3 separate regions of the Triticum aestivum genome follow, and regions 1 and 3 are each linked to region 2. Evidence: chromatin contacts called from public Hi-C data. All regions are on one chromosome and are shown on one strand. The core of a region is the stretch at or near the end of the contact, and the rest is flanking DNA. Distances in the headings are between cores, read along the strand shown. Region 1 holds the start of LOC123096488 (MACPF domain-containing protein CAD1). Region 2 holds the start of LOC123096486. Region 3 holds the start of LOC123099737.

Region 1 (2,857 bases), core at 23-2,522, 560 kb before region 2:
CCAACTCTGTGAGGAAAGCAGAACTCAGCAGTGACTGATCCGCTCGAACCACACTGCTTACTTAGGCTCACTTACGAGCTACCCTGACTCTGATCTCTGATCTAGTAGATGTGAGAAATCAATCCAACTCCATCGGATCTTATGATCTTTGCAGAGGACAAAGGTACTTCATCCCGACCTAAACTACTAACGGAACTTCATGCGAATCTACAGGTTTTGGAGATTTTTTCTATTTACATTCCCGTCGGTTAGAAAGAGCTGAGCCGCTAAATGATCAGACCAGACAGGTGCAGGTAGCTCCACTGCGTTACCCGTGATTGAAACACAAGCTGGAGATGTATCGGCCTATATCCCCACCAATGTGATCTCCATTACAGATGGACAAATCTGTTTGGAAACAAAGCTCTTTTATCGCGGAATTAGACCAACTATTAACCTTGGCTTATCCGTCAGTAGCGTCGGGTCAGCCGCTCAGCTGAAAGCTATGAAACAAGTATGCGGTAGTTCAAAACTGGAATTGGCACAGCTTGTACAGTTGTACTCCTACATAGCATGTGCGTGCATCCGGTTATGTCCTGACACTACCAGGATACGAAGAACAGTTTAGAAACAGCATGCAGTTAATCAAGCAGCTAGCGATGAATTAACAAAAGACAAACGACCAAATTCAGAGACAAAACACAATGAACAGTGTCAGTCGTCGGCACCTCGTGGAAGGCGCACGGGCCAGCGGTCTCCGGTACACCAACCCCACTCTCACCGGAGCAGTCGACATCCTTGGGCACACCGGGGACAGTCAGCCCGTCAGGCATGACCAGATCCCTGGAGCTCAGCTCGCCATCGTCGACGTCGACGAGGCGAGACCCCTTGCAGTAGAGCAGCCTGGTGTCGTGGGTGGCATCGAACCCTCGCCCCAGCGCGTCGATGGAGCTCCGGATCACGCGCAGCGCCGGGGCGCCCTCTTCCTCCATTTCAGGACTGGTGGCGGCCCAAGAACGCCCGCGGGTTCTACGATGCGCCGAGAATTCCGGGGCGAGCAGAACCCATCTCGCAGATCCTCAACTTTTTCTCCGGCAGCAAGAAGGACCTGAAGTAGACTGTGAGAACAGCCGAGGCAAGTAGAGCGGAAGAGAGACGACGACGGCGAAGGCGAAGGCGACGAGAGGAGAATTTCCGCCGGTGCTTCGGTGGGACGCGGGTGAGAAAAGCAAGGAAGGGGATAAAGGCTCGTGTGGACCGAAGAAAGACTCGCCGGGTCTTCCTAGCAACTTTGTCGCTGGCAAACACACACACACAGTGGATGTTGCAGCGTGGAATTGGGAAAAAGTCTGACAGGGACGTCTATCGAATGTGAGTCTGCTATGGTTGTGCGACATATCCCAAGGGATGGTTTATCATTGTGGGAGCCAGTAAAACATTATCGGTGTCTGAAAACGGAATAAGGTGAAGACATGCACGTCGGCGGATCTTACCCAGGTTCGGAGCTCTCCGTGGAGATAACACCCCTAGTCCTGCTCTGCGGGGTCTCCGCATGATCACTAGATCAATACAAGTAGCTACAAGTGCTTCTTGAGCTGTTTGGCTAGGGGAAGAAGAAGGGCATGGCCGGCTCTCCTTTTCTCTCTATGTGGTGTGTGAAACTCTATGAGATCAACCCTTTGCATGGGTGTCCCGGGGGGTTTATATAGGCCTACCCCCAGGGGTACAATGGTAATCCGGCTGGGCGCGGGTCCCAGCCGTCAGTGTCTGTGCTCCCCGCTTCTCCGCCGGTCATTGGGGCCCGCCGACTGGTGGGTCCCGCCAGCTGCCGGCCTCTTGGCCGACAGGCCGACCCCACCGCTTGGGGGCCTTGTCGGCGGCTGGTTACTGTTGCCTCGCCTCTGATGACGAGGGCTTTGTCGAGGTAAGCGTGGCTACAGTGCCGCCGTCTTGCGGGCTCTCACTGTAGCGTCACCTTGTCTTGTCTCCTTAATGAGGCACATGTTTCGAGGGAGGGAGGTAGCCGGCTATTGGGAGTCGGCTACGCCCCCGGCCGACTAGGGGAGGCCGGGCCGCCTTCGAGCGTCTCTTTGGCTAAAGGGGTCCATCGCCCGCGGGCAGTACTGGCGCCTGTCGTGGGTGACATCGAGGTCAACATGGCTACAGTGTCGCGCCGGACGGGAGATGGCTGGCCCGTGCGGCGCCCTGTGGCCATGCCTGTTTCGGGATTCGGGGGTAGTGGGCTGTACTGCGGCCACGCCCCGTCTTATCACCGTTATGTGGATGCAGTCTTGGTGGGTGCAGTCTTGGCCGGCTTCTGGGAGTCGGCCCTCTTCATGGCCGGCTTCTGGGAGTCGGTCCTCTTGGGGCCGGCTTCCTGGAGTCGGCCATCTCGTAGCTTTCCTTGGGAAGGTTTCTGAGGCCGGGTCGCCTTCTGGTAGTCGGCCCTGGGGATAGCCGGCCAGAGGAAGGCGGCCCCATGCTCTGGATACTTGAAGGCTCGAATGGCCTGATAATTTTTTGAAGAGCCAGGGGGAGTCGGTTAGGCTACCCGTGGCCATTTACTCCGACAGTAGTCCCCGAAGCTGGTTGGGCTTCGAGGCTGAGAGGAGGTCGAGAAGCTCGGTCAGCTTCTTATCTTGACGAGCCAGCAGCTGGGAGCCGGCTTCGGTTGGGCGCGCCGTCTTGGCGAAATTTCTAAAGTCGGAAGGCGGGAGTCTGTTGGCACGCGCGCCGGGCTGCGGGCCGGCCGCTTGCCGCCCACGAACCACGTGGCATCCTCCGGCTAAAAAAAGCCTGCCAACCCACGCGCGCGACAGGACGTCGCCGCAGGCCAGGGGCCCACCACTCCTACGCCTAGGCCCAGGCGCAGATTCTC
Region 2 (2,871 bases), core at 270-2,769:
GCGCTCTGTCCACTGCTACATACCAACAAATTGTGCATATAAATCTAGAGCCATTGGCCATGAGTTTGCGGGATACTAGAAACCCTAAAACCATAGCCAAACGATGGCTATTACTATGATAATGAAGTTGTTAGTGCATTCTATTTTGGTACATGGGTTTGAAGCAATGCATCTTCCACTAACAGGGGGGCTTGAAAGACTTCCTCTGTGGGTCGATAGTCGCACATCTCCGTGGAGCAGCGCCACCGCTTGCACGACCAGGAATTCACAATGGGTGGACAACAGGGATGCGCTGCGCCATATCCTCTTCGTGGTCACCAAAGAGGAGCGGTAGTAGGTAGCAGCCACACGGACTCACCAGTAGGACCGCCCACACCGACACCCGTTGTTGCGGCCGCCACCCGCCGCTTGACCACCGTTGTGCCGCAAAAGTCGATGCAGTCGGCGATGGAGAGCTACATAGCCAGAGGGCATGGGCGATGACGGGGGTGATGGAGGATCAGTAGCAGGGACCGTCGGGACGATTCCATATGGAGGATGGGGCGGCGGGGGAGACGACCTAGAGCCGTGTAGATGCAGGCTTTGGTCCGGCCGCTGTGATCTCCTCCTGTGGTCCGATAGCATCTATAGTTCGTAGCCACCCGCATACGGTTAATTAATGGTGGTGGTCGGAGCTCGGCGAAGAAGGTAGTGGTGGCCGAAGCTTGAGCTGAGAGGGGCGACGACCAGGGTGAGAAATGGAAAGGGGAGGAAGACGACGGCGTAGTCGCGAAGTGTATGTGTCTTCCCGCCCCTCACCTAGTCAATGACGTGACCCATTCAATGACGTGTTCATGTGGTTGGGGCTGCGAGAAACATCCCACGACGAAACGAATGAGTGAACGGTTCGCTCCAGCTGAGTCATCTAGCCACCGCGCAGGGAGATTCGTGCGGAACACCCAACAACCCGCAAAGTGTTCGTTGGGAGTCATCAAACATCTGACGTCAGTTAGTCATCGTTTTTGTTACATAGAGCATGTTTTTTCCTTAAAAGCATGCTAGGACATAACACATATATAGAGCACGGCTGCATGGCAATATTAATAGCCATGTCGGTTGGCGCCTTGGCGGCAACTTACCGCCCACCATTTTTACCACGTGAACTGGCTACTTGCCTAACGTACCATTTGCCTCGAGAACTAATAACACCCAATGCAGCACTCCGCACACTCTGCCCACCGCTACATAGTAACAAACCGTCCATAGAAAATCTAGAGTCGTTGGTCACAGCCACAGAGTACGGAGGGATTGAATACTAGAAAACCATAAAATGATGGCCAATCGGTGGCTATTACTATGATCATGAAGCTGTCAGTGCATTCTATTTTGGTGCATGGGTTTGAAGCGACGCAGCTTCCACCAACACGGGGGGCCTGGAAAGTCTTCCTCCGTGGGTCGACGGTCGCACATCTCCCAACTGTCCCCAGAGTTTACCGACGACGCAATCCAAAGGCAAGAGAGAAGACCCAGCGGCGCGGCCTCCATTAGCATTAGCAGCAAACCGAGCGACGCCGCCGATCAAGAACTGGGAGCAGGACAAGGAAAGGGAGAGATCTTTTCTCCGGCAACCGGAAAAAAGGAGGAAAAGAAAAGAAAAAGAAGGACGAAAAGGAAATCTTGGCTTCAAGCCGCCTCCTCCTCTCTTCTTCGTCTTCCCCTTTCCCCCTCCCTTCTTCCTCCGCTGCCGCTGCGTCCGTGCGTGCGTGCCGATCGAGCCTCGCGCACGCGGAGAACACGTCATCGTCGTCATCCCCTTCTCTCTCTATCTCTTCACGCGCGGCGCGGGAGCAGGGAGGAGAGGCGACGAGCCGCGGGCGGGGGCGAGCGAGGGAGAAAAACCTGACCCTTTTTTCCTCCCGTCACATATTAAAAATCCATTTCTTCTCCGTCTTCCCTTTTTCCGCTAATCCCGCTGTCCCTATCCCCTCCCGTCCCCTCGCCGCCGGCCCGGCGCGCCCAGATCGCGACCCCTCCCCTCCCCTCCGCCCTCGCCGATCGTCCCGCCCCCGCCGCGCGCTCGTCCGGGGGCTCGCCGTTGTCCGGCGCTTCGCTTCCGGCGTCGCCTCTCTCGGCCCGGCTCGCCCCCGTCGGGCGGTTGCTCCGCGCCTCGTCTACGTGCGAGGAGTCGCGGCTGCGGGGGCTTCGAGGGAGCCAGCGAGCGAGCTCCGGCGCCCATGGTCGACATCCACGAGTGCGCCGTGGTGCTCGTGCAGGAGCCCGACCATGCGGCGGCGGCGGCCAACCCGGACCCGTCCTCGATCTCCGCCCACGCCTGGCGGCCCTTCGAGGATGCCGCGGCCGCCGTCGTGGGCCGGATCCAGCCGTCTGTCTCCTCCGAGGACCGCCGCGCCGCCGTCGTGCACTACGTCCAGCGCCTCATCAGGTGCAGCGTCGGCTGCGAGGTAACCAGCTACTCCCTTCTTTTTCCGCATGCTCCGATTCTCTAACCCTTATGCTTGCCTTGCTCTATCGTTTGCTTACAAGCTCCGTGTTCCTTTGCGCATCAAGGACATGGGCACGGCGCTGTACCCTTGTTAGTTGTGTCTCACGTTCTCCAGATCATGTCTATGTAGCTGTCTTAGGATGGTTTTACGAGGATTCCTCTCAGTTCTTCGGATTCGTCCTCTAGGTCATGGAAATATTGTGTGGATAACCTGCTAGGTGCAATTGGGCAGTGCTGCTGCTCAGTTCATACTTACCATGCTTCCCATTCTGTTTGGCTCTACCATAATGCCCTACGTATTTTTTGTATGCTATATCATGCTATCGCTAGTGATGCCGCCAAACTCCCCGACTTCCCTTTTTGCGTCAAGGACAGGGGTGCCGCCAAAC
Region 3 (3,022 bases), core at 505-3,004, 720 kb after region 2:
TGATGACCAGTTAGTCAGTCAAGTTAGTTAGGAGGGGACATGAATAACACAGGAATGCACTGCCACTGCCAGCTTATCTGAACCTTCTTCCCCCATGTGCAGAAGATAAAATGTCCGACTCACATGCATCTGTGCTGCCGTTCATATGCTGCAATGTGTTGGTAGTCAACTGGGTGGTTCAGATATTGTAAACTACAGGATACATTAATCAGCAGTGCGCCTTTCACATGCTGTTGGTTTGGCTTGAGTTTGAGGATGAACTGGCATTTCATACATGTGCAGTCATATATAGATCTGGTGAAGTCAGTTACTCCCTCCGTCCCATAATGTAAGACGTTTTTTGACAGTCCTGTGTCGACTGAAAGGTTGATGGCCCTTCCAGTTAGTTCAACAGCCTCTGTTCAGAACCAACAACCATTGTCATGAGAAATTAAGTGAAGGATCAACGTTTGTTTTGTGTGTGTGAGGCTTGCTTCCGTCCACAAGCGGCATATATTTTTGTTGGGGACAACTGAAGATTATCGGTTCATGGAGCATTTTACACCGCTCCGAAGGCCAATGTGGTTGTTAGAGCGGCGACTTCAGAGTTCAGATCATCCTATCTCTAGTCTTCTACAAATAATGTATGTTATCTTAGTAGCAGGTTGCAGCATTTACCCTATGATTACCATGGAGATCTCATTACCATGTGGCACACTAGAGTCCAAATCATTGGCTTGTACCAACCGTTATATTTCAGTCAAGCAGAAAATTTACACGTATGCGATATCTGCCCAAACTAAGGTTGTATGCGTGAAGTTGAGACATGAGGGATGATGACTCAATAAACATCAGTCGTCTGATAAACATGTATGCATATGAATTTCTATGATGGAAATCAATTTTCCATGACGAGAACTGTTTCATCATGGATATGTTGCATCTATAGCAAAATATTTCCGTCATGGTGATGCTCCAAAATCGTCATTATTCTTCCATAGAGCACTTAATTGGCCTGTTTTTTTTCCTTGAAAAAACGACTTCAACACAAGGTGACATAAATTTTATGACAGAAAACAATTATTTCAAAGAACATAGTGACTTGGAAACGTCGCAACGTGAAGGTTTTTAGGAATGAAGATCGTGGCATTCACCTAATCGCTGATAATGCTGCGGAGGACCTTCTTCTCTGGTCTCACAGATGTAAAAACCCCGACAAACAATCCCTTATGCGGGATTGGGGGACCATGTTGTCTCATTTAGCTGCGAGATTATAGCTATCATGTATCTTCTTTTTTTTCTCCTCCGAATCCTCTTGTAACTCTCTACTCTCTTTGTACTTGCTTCACTTTTGGTAATATAAGGTTCAGGCCGGCATAAGCCCGCCGTAGTGGTATTCCCAGCTCATCAGGGTTCAAGTCCTAGACTTGCATTGGCGCACGCATTTTTCTGGATTTATTTCAGTCTTTCCGGCGATGTTCATTCCTGTGGTGACTTCGTAAATCTTAAGGTGTTATGACGGCTGGGTCTCTCGGAGGTGCTCATAGGGGTAGGGTGTGCGTGCGTTCATAGGGATGAGTGTATGCAAGTGTCAGGCGTACTTTGTTAAAAAGAAAGAACATGGTGACAAGGCACCACGTTGGATTATTAAGTGATGATGTGACACGCGGCGGTATTTTTGGGCCAGGGATATTTATGGTATAGTTATGCAACCCATTAGAGGCCCATCCTTAATAAAATGGGCCACAACATTTAGGTCGTCTCGCCGTTTTGCTTGCAAAATTGCCCCTTGTGTTTTTCTCAAAAAAAGGAATTCCCCTTGTGTTGAAGATAATCTGCACACCTCTCACGACCTGACTCCAGCCCCTAAATCAGTACCCTACCCGAATCTGGGTTTACTTACCGCCGGACGCCACAACTTTGTGTTGGCGGTCCAGAATTGGTTCTTCCTTGGACTGAAACGAGATCGAGCCCCGCCGCACCTGCACCTGCATCTGCACCGTCTACGACATTGACTGCGGCGTCGCCGATCGAGACGCGACTGTTCGTCATTGTCGTCCCAGACAGCACAGCCAGGTACAACCTGTCTGTCGATTACGCGATCCATCTGAACTAAGTAGCCAATATGTATGCACACATTATTCATAACCGTCCATGGAGCAAGCTCCAACTAAAATGGCTGTTTCTGATGAGCAAGTTGAATTATTTGTGTATTATTATTCTGCCTGTTTGTTTGTGCATATATATTATATGGAGTATACGCTAACTCTGGCAGCCAATCATGCAAACTAAGTACTCTACTTGTAATTATCAGAGCCATAGCTAGCTTAGGCCTTAGGTGATGCTACATGCATGGCTAGGGAGGCTTGTTCAGACTAGGCTGGCAAATGGCTAGGCTGCTCAGAGCAAGAGGATTGCTTAATGCTTTCTACTGTACTACTCCACCCGAATATGCAATATCTTCCATACATATGAACTAGAGAATTAGTGCCTGCTAGTAAAAGGCAGCAAAGTGCAATAATAAATTAATTATGTAAACAAGGAAACAAATTATCAGATCTGATGCATTTAGACCAGGTACCTTCGTCCTTCATTCATCTTCTTCTTGTGGAGTTGATTTTATCCCTTTTTCTTTTGCGGGGATCCTGAACATTGCAAGGGAGGAGAATGAGAGTCAACGCCGTCGAGGGACAGCTAATAGGCTAAGCAGATTGGATGGCGGATAGAGAATGTCGCGTCTCCTCCGCTAGAGCTGTCTTTGCTACCACTTTGCTCTCTTGGCACAAAATCTGTAGTTCATATGTAGGGTCTTTTTCTCTGATGGAAACAAACATGGTTGCTTTCATTATATTAACAAGAGAAAAAAAAGGTAATACAGCAGGGAAGGGCAGAGGAAAATATAAAAAGTACTACTCTGTTTGGGGTTTATATAATCCCCGCGCTTATTTTAAGAAAAAAAATTGATCATTAACTTGATCAAAAAATATGAGTTTATATGACCAAAATATACCATTGGGAACTTCTTTGGAAGGTATATCCAGTG

What was found. A called contact is a pair of places that touch in the nucleus more often than the background predicts.
Region 1: a Hi-C map of leaf shows a contact between it and region 2, with 2.6 times the contacts expected there. The contact joins the promoter of LOC123096488 here to the promoter of LOC123096486 in region 2. A contact is called at or near these places in 2 of 5 Hi-C or Micro-C datasets (both in leaf).
Region 3: a Hi-C map of leaf shows a contact between it and region 2, with 6 times the contacts expected there. The contact joins the promoter of LOC123099737 here to the promoter of LOC123096486 in region 2. A contact is called at or near these places in 3 of 5 Hi-C or Micro-C datasets (all in leaf).

Annotation. Positions count from the first base shown.
Region 1 is chr4D:100,520,261-100,523,117 of IWGSC CS RefSeq v2.1, reverse strand. LOC123096488 (MACPF domain-containing protein CAD1) reads right to left here and starts at 1,272. Exons shown (of 7, transcript XM_044518229.1): 1 at 708-1,272. The coding sequence starts at 971.
Region 2 is chr4D:99,963,584-99,966,454 of IWGSC CS RefSeq v2.1, reverse strand. It overlaps LOC123096486, which reads left to right and starts at 1,519. Exons shown (of 9, transcript XM_044518228.1): 1 at 1,519-2,441. The coding sequence starts at 2,214.
Region 3 is chr4D:99,243,340-99,246,361 of IWGSC CS RefSeq v2.1, reverse strand. LOC123099737 reads left to right here and starts at 1,754. Exons shown (of 8, transcript XM_044521839.1): 1 at 1,754-2,055. LOC123096484 (a long non-coding RNA gene) reads left to right here. Exons shown (of 3, transcript XR_006446623.1): 3 at 1-761.